Linked DNA regions of Sus scrofa: region 2 is linked to region 1. Evidence: chromatin contacts called from public promoter capture Hi-C data. All regions are on one chromosome and are shown on one strand. Each heading gives the region's core, a stretch centred on a gene start, on an enhancer-like site or on the middle of the called end of the contact. The rest is flanking DNA. Distances are from core to core; before and after follow the strand shown. Region 1 holds the start of ZNFX1 (NFX1-type zinc finger-containing protein 1). Region 2 holds the start of SPATA2 (spermatogenesis-associated protein 2).

What was found. Promoter capture Hi-C pulls out the DNA fragments that hold promoters and counts their contacts.
Region 2: a promoter capture Hi-C map of liver shows a contact between it and region 1, with 2.2 times the contacts expected there. The contact joins the promoter of SPATA2 here to the promoter of ZNFX1 in region 1. A contact is called at or near these places in 1 of 5 promoter capture datasets (liver), 2 of 47 Hi-C or Micro-C datasets (heart right ventricle and liver) and 1 of 2 datasets of contacts at active chromatin or transcription factors (alveolar macrophages).

Annotation. Positions count from the first base shown.
Region 1 is chr17:50,956,747-50,961,284 of Sscrofa11.1, forward strand. ZNFX1 (NFX1-type zinc finger-containing protein 1) reads right to left here and starts at 1,976. Exons shown (of 14, transcript XM_021077518.1): 1 at 1,520-1,976. LOC100627868 (a long non-coding RNA gene) reads left to right here and starts at 2,095. Exons shown (of 5, transcript XR_300503.3): 1 at 2,095-2,243; 2 at 2,569-2,678. LOC106506050 (a long non-coding RNA gene) reads right to left here. Exons shown (of 3, transcript XR_002339902.1): 3 at 2,655-2,746.
Region 2 is chr17:51,498,390-51,502,927 of Sscrofa11.1, forward strand. It overlaps SPATA2 (spermatogenesis-associated protein 2), which reads right to left and starts at 2,511. Exons shown (of 3, transcript XM_021077959.1): 1 at 2,150-2,511.

The sequences.
Region 1 (4,538 bases), core at 726-3,225:
CTCCACTCTACTGAATCAAGAGAAAGAAATTACAAGTTCCTATAACCAGCAGCAACCTATGGGATGCTGCTTCCTCAGGACCAGCAAGAAATCTGCGGTTCTTTCCTTCTCTTTTTTTCTACCTTGATGGTTTTTGACAGTAGTTCCGTAAGAGGACAAGGAAGCCCCTTCTAAGGGAACTTCTCCATGTAACTCATACAGGTCATGTTGGCTGGAGGTAGGCAAAGAGTGGGTGACTGAGAGTCTTTAGCAAAGGGACTTTTTCGACTGCCCCCTCACTGTTTTAAAACATACATAGTTGAAAACTGTGACTAGATTTGGCAACATATGAGGAATAGCTTTTATCCTCATCAGATAAAGAAGTCCCTTTCCTGCCTGCTGGGAATATAAGGAATCCCATCCCTTATCAAACCCAGCTCTCATGGCACAGGTTCAATATTTAGAGGAGTTTTTTTTAATTACAAAAATTCTGAGGGGAAAATTCCTTCTTCCTCTTGCTAAAAGATACTAAAATAGAAACTCACAATTTTTCTGGGATAAAAGAAAGAAAAAAGAAAGGAAAGGGAGGAGCAGAGAGGAACAGGAAATGTTATACACACACACACAAAAGCAGACTGGAGTGGGTTGCTTTGGGAATCAAGGCCTAAATGAGCAGGATGAAGAAAATCAGTGATGGTCAGGCTGGCAGAGGAGTTAAATTAGAGAGGAATGTTAATCACCAGGGTGAGATGAAAGAGGTTAGAGCTGGGTTTCAGGGGGAAGTCTCCAGGGTCCTGAGAGAGTCTAAGAAAAAATGGAGGAGTCTCTGGCACCCAGGAGCCCAGTAGGTCCTGATAATGATATTTTAGGGTCAAGGGAGAGCCAGGGCTGTGTGGGGACATGAAGAAGGTGCCAAGGCAAGGCTGAAGAGGAGAGCGGCAGAGAGGTGGGGGAGAGTGGAGGAGATCTGGGGGCCTCAAGAAAAGTGTGGGGCTGAACTCAACTAGGGGTTGCTTGCTGAAGTGAGGGGGGACCTGGAAATAGGGATGGGAGCGGAGGGTGCTTCTAGAAGATGGGGGATGAGGGATGAATGAGGCGACGGGAGGATGAAGGAAGACGAAGAGGGTGCTGTGACAAAAAGTGAGAGCCGAGATGGGGGGAACAGAAAAACTAGATGAAGAGAGCGGAGGAGGGCTCTGGGGGCAGAGGAGGTGAAGGGGGCGCTGCGGGGGTACCAGGGGTGCCGAGGCGGGACAGAGACGGGTGATGGAGGCGATGGGCAATGAGGAGGGGATGGGGTGCTGAGGGGCGCTGAGGACAGGGGACAGGTACTCAAGTGGATAGAGGGGACGCTGAGAAGTGATGAGGGCTGAGAGGGGGTGACGGGTGCCGAAGAGGGTGATGGGGACGCGGGGGCTGAGGCGGCGGCGGGAGCGCTGAGGCGGGCGCCAGGGCAAAAGTGGCGACAGTGGCAGGGTGGCGCGGCCGCCGGGGACCCGGAGCAAGTGTGGGGCCAGGGCTCGGGGCAGGGGTCACTCACCCAGCTCCGATACGTCCGCACTCCACCACTGCCGCCGCGGACTGGCGCTCGGACTCGGGCCCTGGATGGTCCGCGGCCCCGCCCGGAGCCTCGCACTTTCGGTTTCCTTTCTCCCCAGACACTCGGCGGAGCTGGGGGCCGGCCCGGAGGAGGAACACGAGAAGGAGGGGCCCTGGCCCTGGCCCAGCCGGCGCCCCCGCCCTCAGGCGGGGCAGGGGCAGGCAGACGCTCGGGCGTCGCCTCAGCTCCCCCAGGCGGCGGGGCCCGTGGGCTCCGCCGGGAGCCGCTGAGGGGAGGGGACTGCAGGAGGCGGGTTAACAGCAACCAAGGCCGTCGCAAGCCTCAACGGTCCCAGAAGGAGGGGGGAGCCGGCGGACGGCTTGTTGCGTGTGAAGCGCGACATGGCGGCGAGGCCGACCAGCCCGAGTGGCCTCGTGTATGCAGAGAAGGGGCGGGGCTAGAGCGGTCTCGACCTCCAGTAGACTTGCCTCCGGCAGGGCCGCGCGGAGACTACATTTCCCAGAGGGTGCTGCGCGTCGCGGAAAGGAGGGGGAGGAAGCACTTTGACTCCAGTGCGCAGGCGTGAGAGTCTCCTCAGGCTATTTAAGCGAGGCTCGAGTGTTTCGCGTTCTTTCGCTTCTGCGGCGCTCGTCGGAACCTTTGTCTCTCTGTTCCTCTTCTGATGGCGTTCTACCCTGGGAACGTGGGTGTGCTACTCCATGTGGTGAGTGAGATAAAGGTATCTTTGTCTTTGTGTGGTTGCTTTTGCCGTCCTCTTCTTGGGTCCCCCTTGTTTTGATATAGGTCATAGGCCCACTAAGGGAGATAAATTAAAGCTGGAGAAACTCGCTCCATGTGCTCGGGCCTGTGGGTGGAGCCCGTGGCTGGTGTAAATGATGACTTTACTTTTTTCCCCATCAGATCGACAATGCTGATGTTTTTGAGTACTTGCCAGTTAATTCTGATACACTAGCCACAAAAGGCCCTGCCACGTTCTTTTTTTCCTAACTCTGGAAAGATGGCGATTGATGACCTTGCTTTGTTCGCAGGTTTGCATGATCAGAGACTGCAGGATGGATCTCGGAGAAGACGACTCCTGCTGGGCCTCTAAGGCAACCATGTATAGACATCCACAATCTTCAGTCTCCTGATCTCTGGGGTAAGCGTTTGTATTTTGGCCCGTTGTAGGAAATGCGTGTTTTAAAGAACTTTAGTTTGATAGATGACCTTGGAGAGAAAAAGGGAAGTTAAGGACAGCAAATAAGCACAAAGGTGGAGGTTACCTACGTGGGGTCCAGAAGGATGTGGTTTTGTCCTATTGGCCTTACCCAGTTACCTATGTCATCAGTCCTCGCCATGGTTTTTTTGCCCTTTTCTTCCTGCAAGATTAAGTCACCATTCCTCACATCCCTTTGCTATCAGTTGAGGAGTGGGTTAAAGATTCATGTCCAGGAGTTCCCGTCGTGGCGCAGTGGTTAACGAATCCGACTAGGAACCATGAGGTTGCGGGTTCGGTCCCTGCCCTTGCTCAGTGGGTTAATGATCTGGCGTTGCCGTGAGCTGTGGTGTAGGTTGCAGACACGGCTCGGATCCCGCGTTGCTGTGGCTCTGGCGTAGGCCGGTGGCTACAGCTCCGATTCAACCCCTAGCCTGGGAACCTCCATATGCCGCGGGAGCGGCCCAAGAAATAGCAACAACAACAACAGACAAAAAGACAAAAGACAAAAAAAAAAAAAGATTCATGTCCAGCTAGGCGTAGGTATACTCCCTATAGTAGACAAGGCCTTTGGGGATGTTAATCCCTGGAGCCCTTTAGCCAAATATTAATCAGTAGCCACGTCAAAGAATGCGTTGAAGCCCATGTTCTGCACTGACTGAGTTACTATTTTGCTTCACTAGGGCATACGGAATTCTTTGGGTCAGGGATCAGATCTGAGCTGAAGCTGCAACCTACCCCACACAACACTGGATTCTTTAACCCACTGCCAGGCTGGGGGGTCTAACGTATGTCCTGGTGCTGTAGAGAGGCCCCAGATGTACTGTGCCACGGAATTTCCAAGTGGTTAATGTGATGACTTGTCTTTTTTTTTTTTTTTTTTTGTCTTTTTGCCATTTCTTGGGCCGCTCCCATGGCATGTGGAGGTTCCCAGGCTAGGGGTCGAATCAAAGCTGTAGCTGCCAGCCTGCCCCAGAGTCACGGCAACGCCGGATTGTTAACCCACTGAACAAGGGCAGGGATCGAACCCGCAACCTCATGGTTCCTAGTCGGATTCGAAAACCACTGCCCCACGACGGGAAGTCCTGTGACGGCTTTTTTTTTTTTTTTTTTTTTTGTCTTTTTGCCATTTTCTGGGGCCGAACCCATGGCATATGGAGGTTCCCAGGCTAGGGGTCCAATCGGAGCTGTAGCCGCCTGCCCACACCAGAGCCACAGCCACGCGGGATCTGAGCCATGTCTGCGACCTGCACCACAGCTCACGGCAACGCCGGATCCTTAACCCACTGAGTGAGGCCAGGGCTCGAACCCACAACCTCATGGTTCCTAGTCGGATTCGTTAACCACTGAGCCATGACGGGAACTCCTGTGATGGCATTTTTTTTTAAAGGAAAGCCAAATAAATGTACTTTGTTGGCCTAGTTACTTTTATTACCCAGAATCTTTTACCCACGCTTGTGGCATGTGGAAGTTCCTGGGCCATGGATTGAACCTAGTTTTCGGTTTTGGTTTCTTTTTTTTTGGTTTGGTTTGGTTTGGTTTTGCTTTTTCGGGCTGCACCCATGGCATATGGAGGTTCCCATGCTAGGGGTCTAATCAGAGCTACAGCTGCCGGCCACAGCCACAGCAACACAGGATCCTTAACCCACCCACTACGTGAGGCCAGAGACCGAACCTGCAACCTCATGGTTCCTAGTTGGATTCTTTTCCGCTGTGCCACAAAGGGAACTCCGAACACATTTTCTATTGAGTCCTGAAATGCCACCTTAAGGGTGGGATTTCTTGGACCCTGTTTTCCTTGAA
Region 2 (4,538 bases), core at 1,261-3,760, 540 kb after region 1:
AACCTGCCCAACAGAGCTTGAAAGGGTCAGAGCTGGAACTTGAACTTGGGTTGGCCGGCCCTGTGGCCTATGATTTTTCTCGTTTATCTCACTCATTTACTACCATTAGTACCATTCACCAAGGGATTAGTACATAACAGCCCTCTGCTAAGTGTACCATGAAATCCACACGACGACCCCGAGGTTAAAGAAAGAAAAACCCAGGCTCAGAGAGGCCAAGTCCCTTGCCCTAAGTCCCTTGCCCTAAGGCTAGGAAGACGTGGATCTGAGATCTAAACCTAGGTCTGATGCCAAAACCCTGACTCAAGCTCTGAGCTGCTCTGCTTTTAGGCAAAGCTGCCCTGCTGCTGGACAGCTCTTCTTGAAAGGGCTCGACTAAGTCAGAAGGCCCTTTGGCAGGGCAAGCAGAGTTGAGTTCTAAAAATTCCTGTAGCAGCAAAATTGACCTCTTCTCACATAGAATGCGGCTGGAAGAGCCACAGATCTCTTTATGATGTAAGCTCAAGGGCCAAGAGGAGAGGCTGGCCAGAGACCGGCCAGTGGTAAAGCAGCTGACATCATCTCTCCTGAATTCATTTTCTGAGAATACAGGCTGCATTGTAGCTGGTCATAGCTGGTGTCTCTTCTGAGCAATTTATTCCTAGCACTCTGCAAGAACAACAAAAAACACGCTCTCTGCAAAAACAGCGTGGTTACAGGAGACCAAGACAGCACACTGACAGAAGCCGTTAATTTCTCCAAGCAACCCAAGGATTGGAACGCCAAGATGTGCCAGTCTGGCGGAAAAAAAAAAAAAAAAAAAAAAAATGGCACGGTGAACATCCCTAACAGAATCAGGCGGGTGCCCAGAGCCAAGAGGCCTGGTCAGCACTTACTGCGCCCACAATCCCGGCCCCCTTTGAAAAGCAAATCAATGATGAGAGAAATATCGCAGTCAGGGAGTCAGCAGCTGTTTAAATTATTATTTTTTGTAAACACCTCAAAGGAAAGCTGTATGTTTAAAACCCCACTGAACGGAATGGAAATGATTTTGGATAGCAAAGCATGAGCTTGGCTTTACCTCAGCTGGCCCATTCAAGCAGAAACATTCCCCAAGCAGCATCTGAAGGCGCCCCCTCCCTGCACAGGCAGAAGCTATTTTGGGCCCAGCACGGCCCCAGTGCACAGGTTTACCAGCTAGCCCAGGGATCTAGCTAGCTTCAGGCAGCTCAGAGTTCCCTTGGCCTCTGAACAGCAACAAGGGGAGCTCAGTTCAACCCCCTCCACCTCCGCAGCCACTCCTCTGCACTCATTCCAAGCCAGAGGCCCCTGAGACACATCCCAACCAGTCTTCCACTCGTTGTGAAACGCCAGAGGGTCCCCACACCCCAACTCGATTCCAGGCAAATTCAGAGAGGGCTTCCAAACCTCTGAAAATAACCTCAGTGAAGCTGAAACCGGGCTCCCTCAGTGGCAGCTGCCACCCTCAAAGGGGCTCTAAAGGAACCAGGGTCCCCTCCCTGCAGAGGTCAGAAGCTGGCGGCTGCTATTCCCAGCCTGATAATTCCCACAGCCTCTTAGGGCCACATCGTTGTGAAAAACATCCTAGTCCCTAACTCAGGCCCTCCGCACGGGTCTGTGAATGAATAACAGCAACTGTCATTTACTGGACGCCTGCTGTATGCCAGACTGCTTCACGTGCATCATCTCGCCTCGTCGCCACCACAGCCCTATAAGGCAGCTTCACTCCCCGTTTAACTAATTTTAGGCAGCTGAGACTCAGAAGATAAAGTGACTTGTCCAAGGTCACAGAGTGAGTACAAACCCCAGAGCCTGCCTCCAGAGCCTGGGCTGAGGACCACTGCGCGGTAACTGCCTCACGGTGGAATCGGGGTGTCCTGCTGCTGTTAGTCGCCGAAGAAGGGGTGTTTCTCCTGACTGCCCGGAGCCACCCATGGCCGGTCGCAGGAGTCTGAGAGCCAGCCCGTGCCGGAGAGACTGAGGATCCTGAAGACTACTAGCTGAAGGGCCCAAAAGGCGGGCCGGCCCGTCGGCCCCGACGGCCGCGAAGGGACGAGGCTCCCGGGCCGGCCGAGCCCCGCCGAACAGGCGCCCCCTCCGCCCGGGAAAGCCCCAGAGGCCGTTTCCGCCCCGGCCGCCCCGCACTCACCCCGGCACTGCAGCCGAGGACGCCCCGGACGAGGGGAGCAAGAAGGAGCCGCGGCCGCCGCCGGAGCCAGGCCCGGCTGGGCTCTCGCCGCTCCGGCCGGCTGCAGGGGACCGAGACCAGTACCCCGGGGCCGCGGCGACCCGGAAACACTCAGCTAGGAAGTGACGTCTGTCGGAGGCGGGTCCAAATGGAGGCTGTGCTGCGGCTGCGCGCTGGGCCGGGCAGAAGCCGATACCCGCCCGCGGCGGAGGAAGAAGTGGAAGGCCGAAGAGTGAGTAGAGAAGCCGCGGAATCCTGCTTTAGGGTCTGAAGGACCGCTACCGCGTCTCGGGCTCGGACCCGGAAATAAACGGACAGGAAGTGACGCAACCATCGGCCCGGGAAGGTGGCCGGCCAGGTTGTCATGGGAACCGGCCTGGAGCCGGGATAGGATTGCTCAGCTGCAAGCGCAGACTGCCTCCACCTCTCGGACTTTCCCCTTGCAGAGACGATCTGCGAACTGAACTCCCAGCTGCGCCTGGGCAGGAGCTGACGGTTGGATCCCTCACCCCCATTGTACAGGTGGACATGCCGTAGGCTTCGAAAAAGTGAGGAGTTCCCTGGTGGTGCAGCGAGTTAAGGATCTCGGGTTGCCACTGCTGTGGCTCGGGTCGCAGCTGTGGCGTGGGTTCGATCCCTCGCCCCGGAACTTCTGCACGACCCCCCCCCCAAAAAAGTAAGTCTGATGCCCAGTATCATGCGAGACTGAACTCATCCTTGAGAGGACTGTTGATGCAGGGTGTGTTTAAGAGTGAGGGGGGAGTTCCCCCTTGCGGCCCAGAGGGTTAAAAACCGGACTAGTATCCATGAGGATGTTGGTTCCATGCTTGACCTCACTCAGTGGGTTAAGGATCTGGCCTGGGCTTAGGTGGGAACTGCAATGATTGGGATCTGATCCCTGGCCAGGAGCTCCAGTAGGGCGGCCAAACAAGGGAAAAAAAGAAAAAAGAAAAAAAATGGAGGTCCCGTTGTGGCACAGCAGAAAGGAATCCAACAAGTATCCATGAGGATGCGTGTTTGATTCCTGACCTTGCTCAGTGGGTTAAGGCTCCAGCATTGCGGTGAGCTGTGGTGTAGGTTGCAGATGCAGCTCAGAGATGCAGCTCGGATCCTGCATTGCCGTGACTGTGGTGTAGGCCGGTAGCTGTAGGTCCCATTGGACCCATAGCCTGGGAACCTCCATATGCCTCCGTGCGGCCCTAAAAAATAATGTATAAATAGTTTGTTTTTAAAATCTGGTTACTGTTTAAGAAAATGATTAAATTCTGCCCTCAACTTCCCTAAATGGAAGCCAGTGTTAGGAAAGATCGAGCCAAAATATTGCCTCCTTGCTTCGTGACTTTTTTCCAGACATCTTCAGTATAGACCACACTGGCATCAACACTGGTGGCTTGTCACTTCACTTCATGGATCTGTCTCCCACCATGTTGCTCTGAGCTCTGGTTTTGTGGTTCACCCCTGCTCTAAATCCTTGTGCTTGCAAAATACCTAGCACATACTCAAGACTTTGTTGATCGTATCTGCCATTGAACAGCTCGTTCTAACTTAGCCTCTTAATGAAGACTAAGAGCCCACTCTATGCTAGGTTCTCTTTCCCTAACATGGTCTTGGCTCTTGGCACTTACCATGCTCTTCTGCCCCTCTGGCCTCTGTGCCTCTATATTGCTGTTCCCTCAGTACAAATGTTCTTCCTTTCCCCTCTTCCCTTCCTTGCTTTCTTGGCTTCCAGCCCCAGCTCAATCCACGCATCCTTTCTGAAACTTTCTCAGATTTCTGCAAGCAAAGACCTACCTTTCTCTGATTCTCCACAACTGCACTGTCTTTCATAATTTTTTTTGACTGTTTTTTTTTTTTTTTTTTAGGGCCCAAGGCATGTGGAAGTACTCAGGCTAGCGTTCAAATGGGAGCTATAGCTGCCAGCCTACACCACTGCCACAGCAGTGCCAGATCTGAGCTGCATCTATGACCTACACCACAGCTCACAGCAGCACCATATCCTTAACCCACTGAGCAAGGACAGGAATTAAACCCTAGTCCTCAGGGATACTAGTCGGGTTCGTTACCAGTGCACAACCACGGGAACTCCTGTCTTTCATAATATCATCTCAGCTCTTATCACAGTGGATTTTTACATAGGTTTAAACCTGACAACCCCCCCCCCCCAGAACACCTGGAGCTCTTTATTTATCTGTATTTCTCATGAGCTCTGCACACGTCTGATCAGGAGGTACCCAACAGATGTTGCTTGATGGCAGGATTCTCTCAGCCTTGGTGTCCCCAGTTAAAGTCAGTGGCTCTTGGCTCAGGAGTCCACAACCTAATATATGGAGGAACATTGGAGAACCAGCAA